Linked DNA regions of Bombyx mori: region 2 is linked to region 1. Evidence: chromatin contacts called from public Hi-C data. All regions are on one chromosome and are shown on one strand. Each heading gives the region's core, a stretch centred on a gene start, on an enhancer-like site or on the middle of the called end of the contact. The rest is flanking DNA. Distances are from core to core; before and after follow the strand shown. Region 1 overlaps LOC101736826 (phospholipid phosphatase 2). Region 2 overlaps LOC101736692 (phospholipid phosphatase 2).

Region 1 (4,706 bases), core at 1,503-4,002:
TCTATTAAACCTACCTAGTATTTTCAGTCTACGGTCACGGAAAACCGATATTAAATCGTAAAAGTAGTTTAAATCCAATTGAATAGAGCTACATACCGACTATATTCTCTATGCTCTAAGTGTAGTTGTTCAACCATAACACAATTTGGAAAATGTAAAAAAAAAACTATAAAATTAAACAAAACTAATGCCTTTTCAATTTTATTCCTTTTTCTCGTAAACTGTCGTTAGACAAAATTTTTTGTCTCACATAACACCATAACATATTATTATAACCTTTTATGTTTATTTTTTATTTCTGTCGCGGCAACAAATTAAGAGCGTTGGTGAAGACACTATTTGTTAATTACATAATTGCTTTATGTACATACACATAATTACTTATTAAGGAATCGTCATAAGATTACACTTACGCCCGAATACAATGGAATAATTTAAACCAAATAAATGTAAGATTTTTGTGACTACGTTGAGATAATTGGAGATCGGTCCTCTCCCTTTTGCTTCAGCAATCTATCCACTTGTGCCGGTGTAAGTATTAGGGTAACCGATAATCTAGTCCAATTGAAGCTACGGTCTCGTGTTTCGATGTAGGTTCCGGCATTTATGTCGCGATGTCTATATTAATAATAACGATACTAACTCAACCAAAGAAGGGCTTTGAGATTAACTTCCTTTCCTTTCACGTTTTAAAATGCTTTGTTGTATGCCGCGAAAGTTTACGTAACTTATTGGAAGAAAAAAGTAACTTAAAAACTTGCTTAAATACCAAACCGAAATAACATTGAATTTAACTTTTATTTTATTCCATTGGTATTGGATTTTTAGAGCGAATTTATGAACTTATCGTCTTTGATGCGTGTGAAATATTTCCAAGTTAATCGATAGGAGGAAATCGTTGAGTGTCTAACTAAAGTTAAAAGATTTAATTACGCACAAATAAATGAATATACATATTATGTATATCGGTGTGCTTAGTATGGATTTTTTAACGTTCACGACAGCGTAAAAGTTAACCCAATTTTGTATGCAGTTGGAACAGCGCCCCTAACGGCAAACGTAGGCAAACGATCCCATTCCATACAAATTTGAGTTAACTTTTACGCTATCGAGAACGTTAAAAAACTCACACTAAGCACACTGGTAGCTGTTAGTAAATCCCACTCCAGTAAGTAGTAAAGCAGAGCACTCCAGTAGTAAAGCAGAGCTCGTGCTCGCCCACCTGTCCTGGTGAAACTGGAAAGGCCTCCGGGCCACCAGTAAAACTTCAATCATAAAAAATAATACACACGAAGTTAGTAAAAGCATTTTAAAAAAACAAAGAAACAGCTAAGTTCGCAACACTAACGGTGTCGCGTACAAACAAAACAAAAAGATAAAATATTTTATAAATATTTTATGACACAGATCTACTTAATTTTTTTTTAAATCTCATTCACTTACTATACTATTTTCTACTGGTGGTAGGACCTCTTGTGAGTCCGCGCGGGTAGGTACCACCACCCTGCCTATTTCTGCCGTGAAGCAGTAATGCGTTTCGGTTTGAAGGGTAGGACAGCCGTTGTAACTGTAACTATACTTGAGACCTTAGAACTTATATCTCAAGGTGGGTGGCGCATTTACGTTGTAGATGTCTATGGGCTCCAGTAACTACTTAACACCAGGTGGGCTGTGAACTCGTCCACCCATCTAAGCAATAGAAAAAAAACTTAAGTACTTACATACGAGCACTCAAATTATAAGTTCGTGTTACATTCAAGTTACTTACGTGAGGCGTAAGTAGGTATGGTTTGTAGGGAAGTATTGTTTTGAAGATTTTGAAAGATCTCGGCGAAAATCACGTCTGAAAAACGAATAAGAGTCGTCACAATTAAATGTTCAAAACTTCATGATGTACTGAGTCCCCATCTTAGTATACGCGCTTGTATCATTAGCATCTTTAATCTATACTCTATACTATAATAATATTATAAAGAGGAAAGATTTGTTTGTTTGTTTGTTTCGAATAGGCTCCGAAACTACTGGACCGATTTGAAAAATTATTTTTCCATTAGAAGCCGACATTGTCCCTGATGAACATAGGCTACTTTTTTTTTTATTTTTTTTATTTTTTTTTTTTGATTTCATGTGTGTTTTAATGTTTCCGAAGCGAAGCGAGGGTGGGTCGCTAGTCCTACTATAAAATTTGTTTAGAATATCTCCACGAAAGCTCGGACGTTTCTCACGAATTAAACGAATTTAATTCAAATATAAATGTAAATTTTAGTTGTTTAATTAATTGTAGTTGGCGTAATTGTAAAATCATTTATTAGATTACTTAACTAGTCCTTGTGGTTCGGTGGGAGCACGCGCGATTTCGAAGCGATTCTCGGATTGCGATTGCACCGGATGGGTGGACATGCTCGCTGCCTATCATAGCCACCTTGAGACATGAGGCCGAATATTCAACCGTGTTGCCAAACGGCTGTTCTACTGTTATATAATGCCGCCATCCTGCCTATTCTCTAGCTAACCTACCCGCGCGGCTCAAAATATAGCTGCATACTGATGCCTCTGCGTACTCACATACTAACGTACTGTAAGGAATAATGAGGAACAATAATTATTCTTCTTCCTAGTACCAGAGTACTTCAGAGTTGTGATTCTAAATGAGAATAATTCAATAATTTCTTTTGTCACTTGCCTTTAGGCAATGTTTCCGGCATAGTACCACGAACGTGCAATAGATGGCGTGATTTTCAACACAAGCTTGTATCTTTGTTTATTCAAATGATCACATTTAATTCTATGTCGTAGACAACGGTTTGACTACTGCGAGCACTTAAGTTAGGAAAATTTGAGAAGAGAACTTTTTTACTGGTGGTACGACCTCTTGTGAGTCCGCACAGGTAGATACCACCACCCTGCCTATTTCTGCCGTGAAGCAGTAATGCGTTTCGGTTTGAAGGGTGGGGCTGCCGTTGTAAATATACTGAGACCTTAGAACTTATCTCAAGGTGGGTGGCGCATTTACGTTGTGGATGTCTTTGGGCTCCAGTAACCACAACACCAGGTGGGCTGTGAGCTCGTACAGCGATCTAAAAAAAAAAATAGTTTATTTCAAAGTCAGGCGTAATCAGACCCTTTCACTCATATATCTGTGGTTTGGTTCGACTAAAAATAGCTATTATCGTGCCCATGAAATCCCATCGCCTTTATTAGTATAAAATCACGTACAATGCGTTTTCAGAGATATCACCCACGCACCTACGGACCGGAACGATCTCCCCTATGTTTTTTTCATTAGCGGTATGACAGTATTTCCGTCACGGTGTCGTAACAATACCAAATGTTTCGTAAGTGCAATACTAAAAAAAAATGCAGCGTATAACTTACATGTAAAAAATGAGATGTGCTAATTTCTAATTTGAAATTAACTTAGTTTTATACTAGTTAGCAATTGGAACAACCGTCCTGGGAGAAGCCGAAACGAAATAGAAGATGATGGTACAAAGAGCCACGTGGGCTTTTTAAGGACACGACCTTCAGCAATGAAGTATGGGACTAAGAAGAAGAAGCAATATAAAGTGATAGACTATAAAAAATCGGGAAATCCGAGACAATATCACGGATCGTTTGGAACCTCTGGGGTCTGCGGAGGGACTTCGGTTCCCTCTGTGTTTTGTATCGTTTGTTCCATGGGGAGTGCTCTGAGGAATTGTTCGAGATGATACCGACATCTCGTTTTTACCATCGCACCGCCCGCCACCGGAGTAGAGTTCATCCATACTACCTGGAGCCACTGCGGTCATCCACAGTGCGTTTCCAGAGGTATTTTTTGCCACGTACCATCTGGCTATGGAATGAGCTCCCCTCCACGGTGTTTCTCGAGCGCTATGACATGTTCTTCAAACGAGGCTTGTGGAGAGTATTAAGTGGTAGGCAGCGGCTTGGCTCTGCCCCTGGCATTACTGAAGTCCATGGGCGACGGTAACCACTCACCATCAGGTGGGCCGTATGCTCGTCTGCCTACAAGGGCATTAAAAAAAAATGAAACCTGACAACCCTGTTCTATGGGAATGTCACATATGAACATATGAAGAGCTAAACAGACGCTGCAAAATGACCTAATTAGTGTTAATTTTGATGTGCTATCGCATTACACTGGACTTACATTTCAAACAATTTCAACTAACTCAATCATTGGAAACATCTAGCAAAAAAAAAACGACGTAGAATTGTTGTATGCAATTTTAATTCTATGTTCATGAAGGTTGTTGACCCGAAAACTGGCGTACCTAGTTAATATACCGCCATATTTGTCTCGCACCATTCTGACCTTTAACGGGTCCAAATATAGATTTAAAAAAAAAACATGACCTTAGTTAAATCTAATTTAAATAACTAGTGTTCGCCCAATCATCATTGGCATCATTACAAACATTGGCACCTAACGTAAAACAGATTTTCTCTTTGGTTATGTTTATGAAATTTAGAAGAAAAAAGTATTTAAAATTTTTCGTCAGACAAAAATAGAATCGGTTGATAAATGGAGAAGAAAATATTGTTTTTAGTGGTGTCAACCTACAACAACGTACATGTAAATTTTTAATTAAACCACGATATTATTATGTTAGTTGTACATATTTAAAGTGCATTATGAATACAAGATTTTACTATTAGAATATACGCAGTGTAACAGTAATCCCGCCAAAAACTAAAATAGG
Region 2 (4,706 bases), core at 1,249-3,748, 86 kb before region 1:
CGCACTCGTAAAAAAAAGTGTTATTAGCATTCATTTTTTAGTAAAATAAATGACAAAATTATTGTTTAATATAATTCATACTAAATATTATTAAATTATTAACGTTAAATATTTATTATTAATTATTTAATATTTAAAAAAAAAAAAAAAACTTAATAAAAATAAAGTAAACTTCTTACGCGCACCCTTTTTTTTATTTTTTTTATTTTTTGCTTAGTTGTGTGGACGAGCTCACAGCCCACCTGGTGTTAAGTGGTTACTGGAGCCCATAGACATCTATAACGTAAATGCGCCACACACCTTGAGATATAAGTTCTAAGGGTCTCAGTATAGTTACAACGGCTGCCCCACCCTTCAAACCGAAACGCATTACTGATTCACGGCAGAAATAGGCAGGATGGTGGTACCTACCCGTGCGGACTCCCAAGAGGTCCTACCACCAGTGATTACGCAAATTATAATTTTGCGGGTTCGATTTTTATTACACGATGTTATTCCTTAACCGTGGAAGTCAATCGTGAACATTTGTTGAGTACGTATTTCATTAGAAAAATTGGTAGCCGCCTGAGATTCGAACACCGGTGCATCGCTCAACACGAATGCACCGGACGTCTTATCGCTTAGGCCACGACGACTTCGTTTAAAGCTATAAGATGCTGGAATCATGGTCCAGGCGGCTGGCCGATCCTTCGGCTGGTCGTAGGACCGTCGAGGCGATTCGCCCAGTCCTTGTGGACTGGGCGAATCGTGACAGAGGACGCCTCACTTTCCGGCTCACGCAGGTGCTCACTGGGCATGGTTGCTTCGGTGAGTTCCTGCACCGGATCAGAGCCGAGCCGACGGCAGAGTGCCACCATTGTGGTTGCGACTTGGACACGGCAGAGCACACGCTCGTTGCCTGCCCCGCATGGGAGGGGTGGCGCCGTGTCCTCGTCGCAAGAATAGGAAACGACTTGTCGTTGCCGAGTGTTGTGGCATCGATGCTCGGCGACGACGAGTCGTGGAAGGCGATGCTCGACTTCTGCGAGTGCACCATCTCGCAGAAGGAGGCGGCGGGGCGCGTGAGAGACGCGCAAGCCCGCCGCCGTCGAGCGGGGGCCAGGGAGGCGGATATCGCCCAAGCCCTGGCCCTCTAAGTGTTTCGGGTCCCCTTTACACGTCGGTCTGGGGACCGGCAAAGGGGGCCTAAGAAGACGACGTGCAAGCTGCTCTGCACGCGTTTTACGCAAGAGCATCCGGGTGATGGAAGGCCGGCTATCCTCGACCCACGCTGGTTTTGATCCAGCGGGGTATTCCGTAGGATAACCCATTCTAACCGGCGCCATCTAGGCGGGCTCCGGATAGCCTGCCGACCGAGAGGGCTGGTGGTCGTGGCGCCGACGACCACCGGTCCGGCGTCCCGAGGGGGAGGGTGATGGGAGAGATGTGCTCCGCACTAAACGCTTCACTTTCCCCTCTTTGCCTTTTCATGGGTTCTGTCTCATGCGAGGTTCGGACGCGGGTTGTTGAGCGACAGGAGGTTTTACTCAGTTCGACTCCGACATGCCCCGCCCTTCATCCCCAGGGGAGGGCGGAAGTCCGGCGATTTCCTCCTGACCAAAAAAAAAAAAAAAAAAAAAAAAAAAAAAAAAAAAAAAAAAAAAAAAAAAAAAAAAAAAAAAAAAAAAAAAAAAAAGCTATAAGATATTTTGTAGGATACGTTTTGTAATGCGAGTTTTAATTTGCTATTAATTGACGTTTGCTACATACATAATTCGTCTCAATGTTCAAATGGTTAATAGTCAAAACTGGAAAACAATATCCGATTAAGAACTACTTACGTAATACATACATTTTAAAAGAAGAACTGTAGTGGCTTGATTGGAAATCCAACAAAATTTACTCTATCGTGTTTAAGTTTTGAGTAACAAACGGAGATTTATTAACGTTTATCAGTTTTTAATGTTCCATTTAATTGCAATATATAAGCATACTTTAGGTATTGCAACTTGCTGAAGCTAAAGTAAAAACACCAAACTTATTATAATTTAGTTTAATATGTCTAAATTCACGCAAACATAAGATCAGTCATTTGCGATCGTTGTCATAATGGATCTTTTTTTTTCTACCTTCGATGGTGAACTATTTTTTTTTTTGCTTAGATGGGTGGACGAGCTTACAGCCCACCTGGTGTTAAGTGGTTACTGGAGCCCATAGACATCTACAACGTAAATGCGCCACCCACCTTGAGATATAAGTTCTAAGGTCTCAGTATAGTTACAACGGCTGCCCCACCCTTCAAACCGAAACGCATTACTGCTTCACGGCAGAAATAAGCAGGGCGGTGGTACCTACCCGTGCGGACTCACAAGAGGTATTACCACCAGTAAAAAATGGGCTTATGTCAGCGTAACTGGGCGAGTACTGGATACAATCTAGATTAACTTTTATATAACAACGCACGTTACTCGTGTTACGACACACGTGTTACTTTGGGGGCCAATTCACGAGCCCCTTCCATTGGGTTCAAAGTCAATGTCGGCTCACAGCCCGCCGAGCGCGCGGCGGATGTGCGTTGTCATCTAACTACCCGCGGTGATTTCGTGTGATGTAATAATAGCGTCTTTTTTTTTATTACCAATCCTAGTAACCTCGATAGATTATACTAGATTCGCAGAACGAGAAGGCGAGCTCATGAGGCTCTAACTTGAAGAAATATGTAATAGCGTCTGCGTAAAAAATGTGATTCGTTCATCTAACTCAGTGATTCTCAACCTTTTTTTTGTTGCGGCACATATTTAACGATTTCAAAATTTGGCGGCACACAAAAAAAAAGATAAAAATTATTTACTTACTACAACACACTGCATAAATAGTTTATCAATAAATTTTAATATACGAAATAAACTAAAATATACTATAATTTTTTTTTTTGTGGATTTAAATATATATTCATTCTTAAAATATTTTTCTTTTAAAATTATATAATTTAATAATATTAACATTATTATATATTCGCAAAATTTTGCGGCACACAAAAGTGCCGCGGAACAGTGGTTGAGAATCACTGAATTCTAACTTATTCAAATTTTCGTAGTTCCTTCGATTTTTGCGAGTGGTCGATGTAAAACTAACTGTCTCGGTGGTGTGGTAGTTAGCGCTGTTATTTTAGCTTTAGTTTGTTAGTTTAGCTGTTCTACACACACTCATCACTTTTAATTATTATTCTCATAAAATCCTCTCGCAGGTCTGCTGGAAGAGATTTCTTAAAGAAATAAGCAGTGCCTTTGAACATATTTTTCCTATTACTCTGTACTACTTATGGCTTCTTTTTTGTGTGTACATAAATAAATAAATAAGAAAAGCCTAATAAAGTAATGTGATTGATTGCATTTGTAATTAATGAATTGCAGAGTATAACATGAATACGTTGAAACAAGCTTGCAGTCGACGGTGGTTTTATTTATAAACAAAGGATTGGTGATTTATTTCATTGTTAACTGCGTAGTATATATTTGTTTTCATAAATGCAATTCGCAAAACGTAAAAGATCTTGATAAAACAGGTAGTTTCGCTATTCGATAACAGATGGCGCTGTATTATAAACAAGAAACTAATAATTTAATGTTTGAAATCTAACTTGTTTAAAAAGAAAGTAAAACAGTGATTAATTGTGTTTACGGAAACCTTGTGTGTAGCGTCTCGTAATATGTTTTAGTCAATTCGATAAATTAACAAATTCCTCGACTTACATTTTCAGAATTGGATTTTTGGAGGAAAATTTGGGACGCGCGACATTTAACATTGTTTTTTAGTTTCTAGTTTCTATTCGGGCTTAATGGTTTAATGGTAAAGGTTTAATAAGCTTATTTTCCTAATGCTTTTGAAAACATATGTGCAAGATATTGTATTGTTTGTTTTCTTTACTGCAACATTATTCCAAGCCCACGGCATTTTAGTTCCGATTGCATCACCTTACAGTCCGGACGTGTTTTTGCGAGAAACTGTCGCTGTCGTCGCGATCTTGTGTCTTGAGTTTCGCTGCATTGTCGTTGTCGCATCGATCGCGGCATTGTTGCGAATTCTTGACGCACTATCGCTGGCGTCGCGACCTTGTGTCGTAAAAGCAACTCGAACTTGTCGATTGTGCATTCGTAACGACTTCACATTATCATCCACTCATATCATTTATTAAATTTATTTATTTATTCGGCGAGTAAAACAGTCTCTTTCGAGACTAACCCCCCGCTGAGATCACCGCTTGTTGTGGCATTCTCACAACCCAGTGGGGCCCCACCTTCCCAAACTTCCACCCCAATCCTAGCCGACTGCCGTTTTCACTGCAAAGGCACTCCCCCCCCTTGGAGCTGGTAAAGCTCAGGGGGTGAACTCCTACTCAGGGGACTCGCCTTTCGGCGAGTGTGCCTTAAGTCCCGGGGACGCCCCCCCCGGGCAAAAACGAAAAAATGGAAGAAGAGCTCTTAGGGTTTCTCGGGTTACTTGCCGAGAAGTACCCGGCGCTATCCAACCTCACGGCCGAATTCGCGGCCTACAGGGCCGCCCGCGCGAGTCCCGCCCCGCCCGCGTCCCTCGCCGCGTCATTTCGAGCCGCGCAGTCATGCCCCGCCCCCAAACCCAATTTGAGCGCACGTATGCACGTAGCGACTCATGAAGCGCCTAGCGCCAACGAAGCGCCTAACGCACCCGCGACGTCATTCTCGCCAATC

What was found. A called contact is a pair of places that touch in the nucleus more often than the background predicts.
Region 2: a contact with region 1 is called in a Hi-C map of middle silk gland, with 4 times the contacts expected there. The contact joins two enhancer-like sites. A contact is called at or near these places in 2 of 7 Hi-C or Micro-C datasets (middle silk gland and whole pupa).

The regions. Positions count from the first base shown.
Region 1 is chr19:3,908,052-3,912,757 of ASM3026992v2, reverse strand. All of the region lies in intron 2 of LOC101736826 (phospholipid phosphatase 2), which reads left to right. Among protein-coding and RNA genes, the nearest start is that of LOC101736826, 27 kb to the left of the region's middle. Within about 2 kb of position 2,752, at least 4 of the 8 cell types and tissues checked have open chromatin away from gene starts, as enhancers often do.
Region 2 is chr19:3,993,918-3,998,623 of ASM3026992v2, reverse strand. The region is part of intron 2 of LOC101736692 (phospholipid phosphatase 2); the gene reads right to left. Among protein-coding and RNA genes, the nearest start is that of LOC134200656, 25 kb to the right of the region's middle. Within about 2 kb of position 2,498, at least 2 of the 8 cell types and tissues checked have open chromatin away from gene starts, as enhancers often do.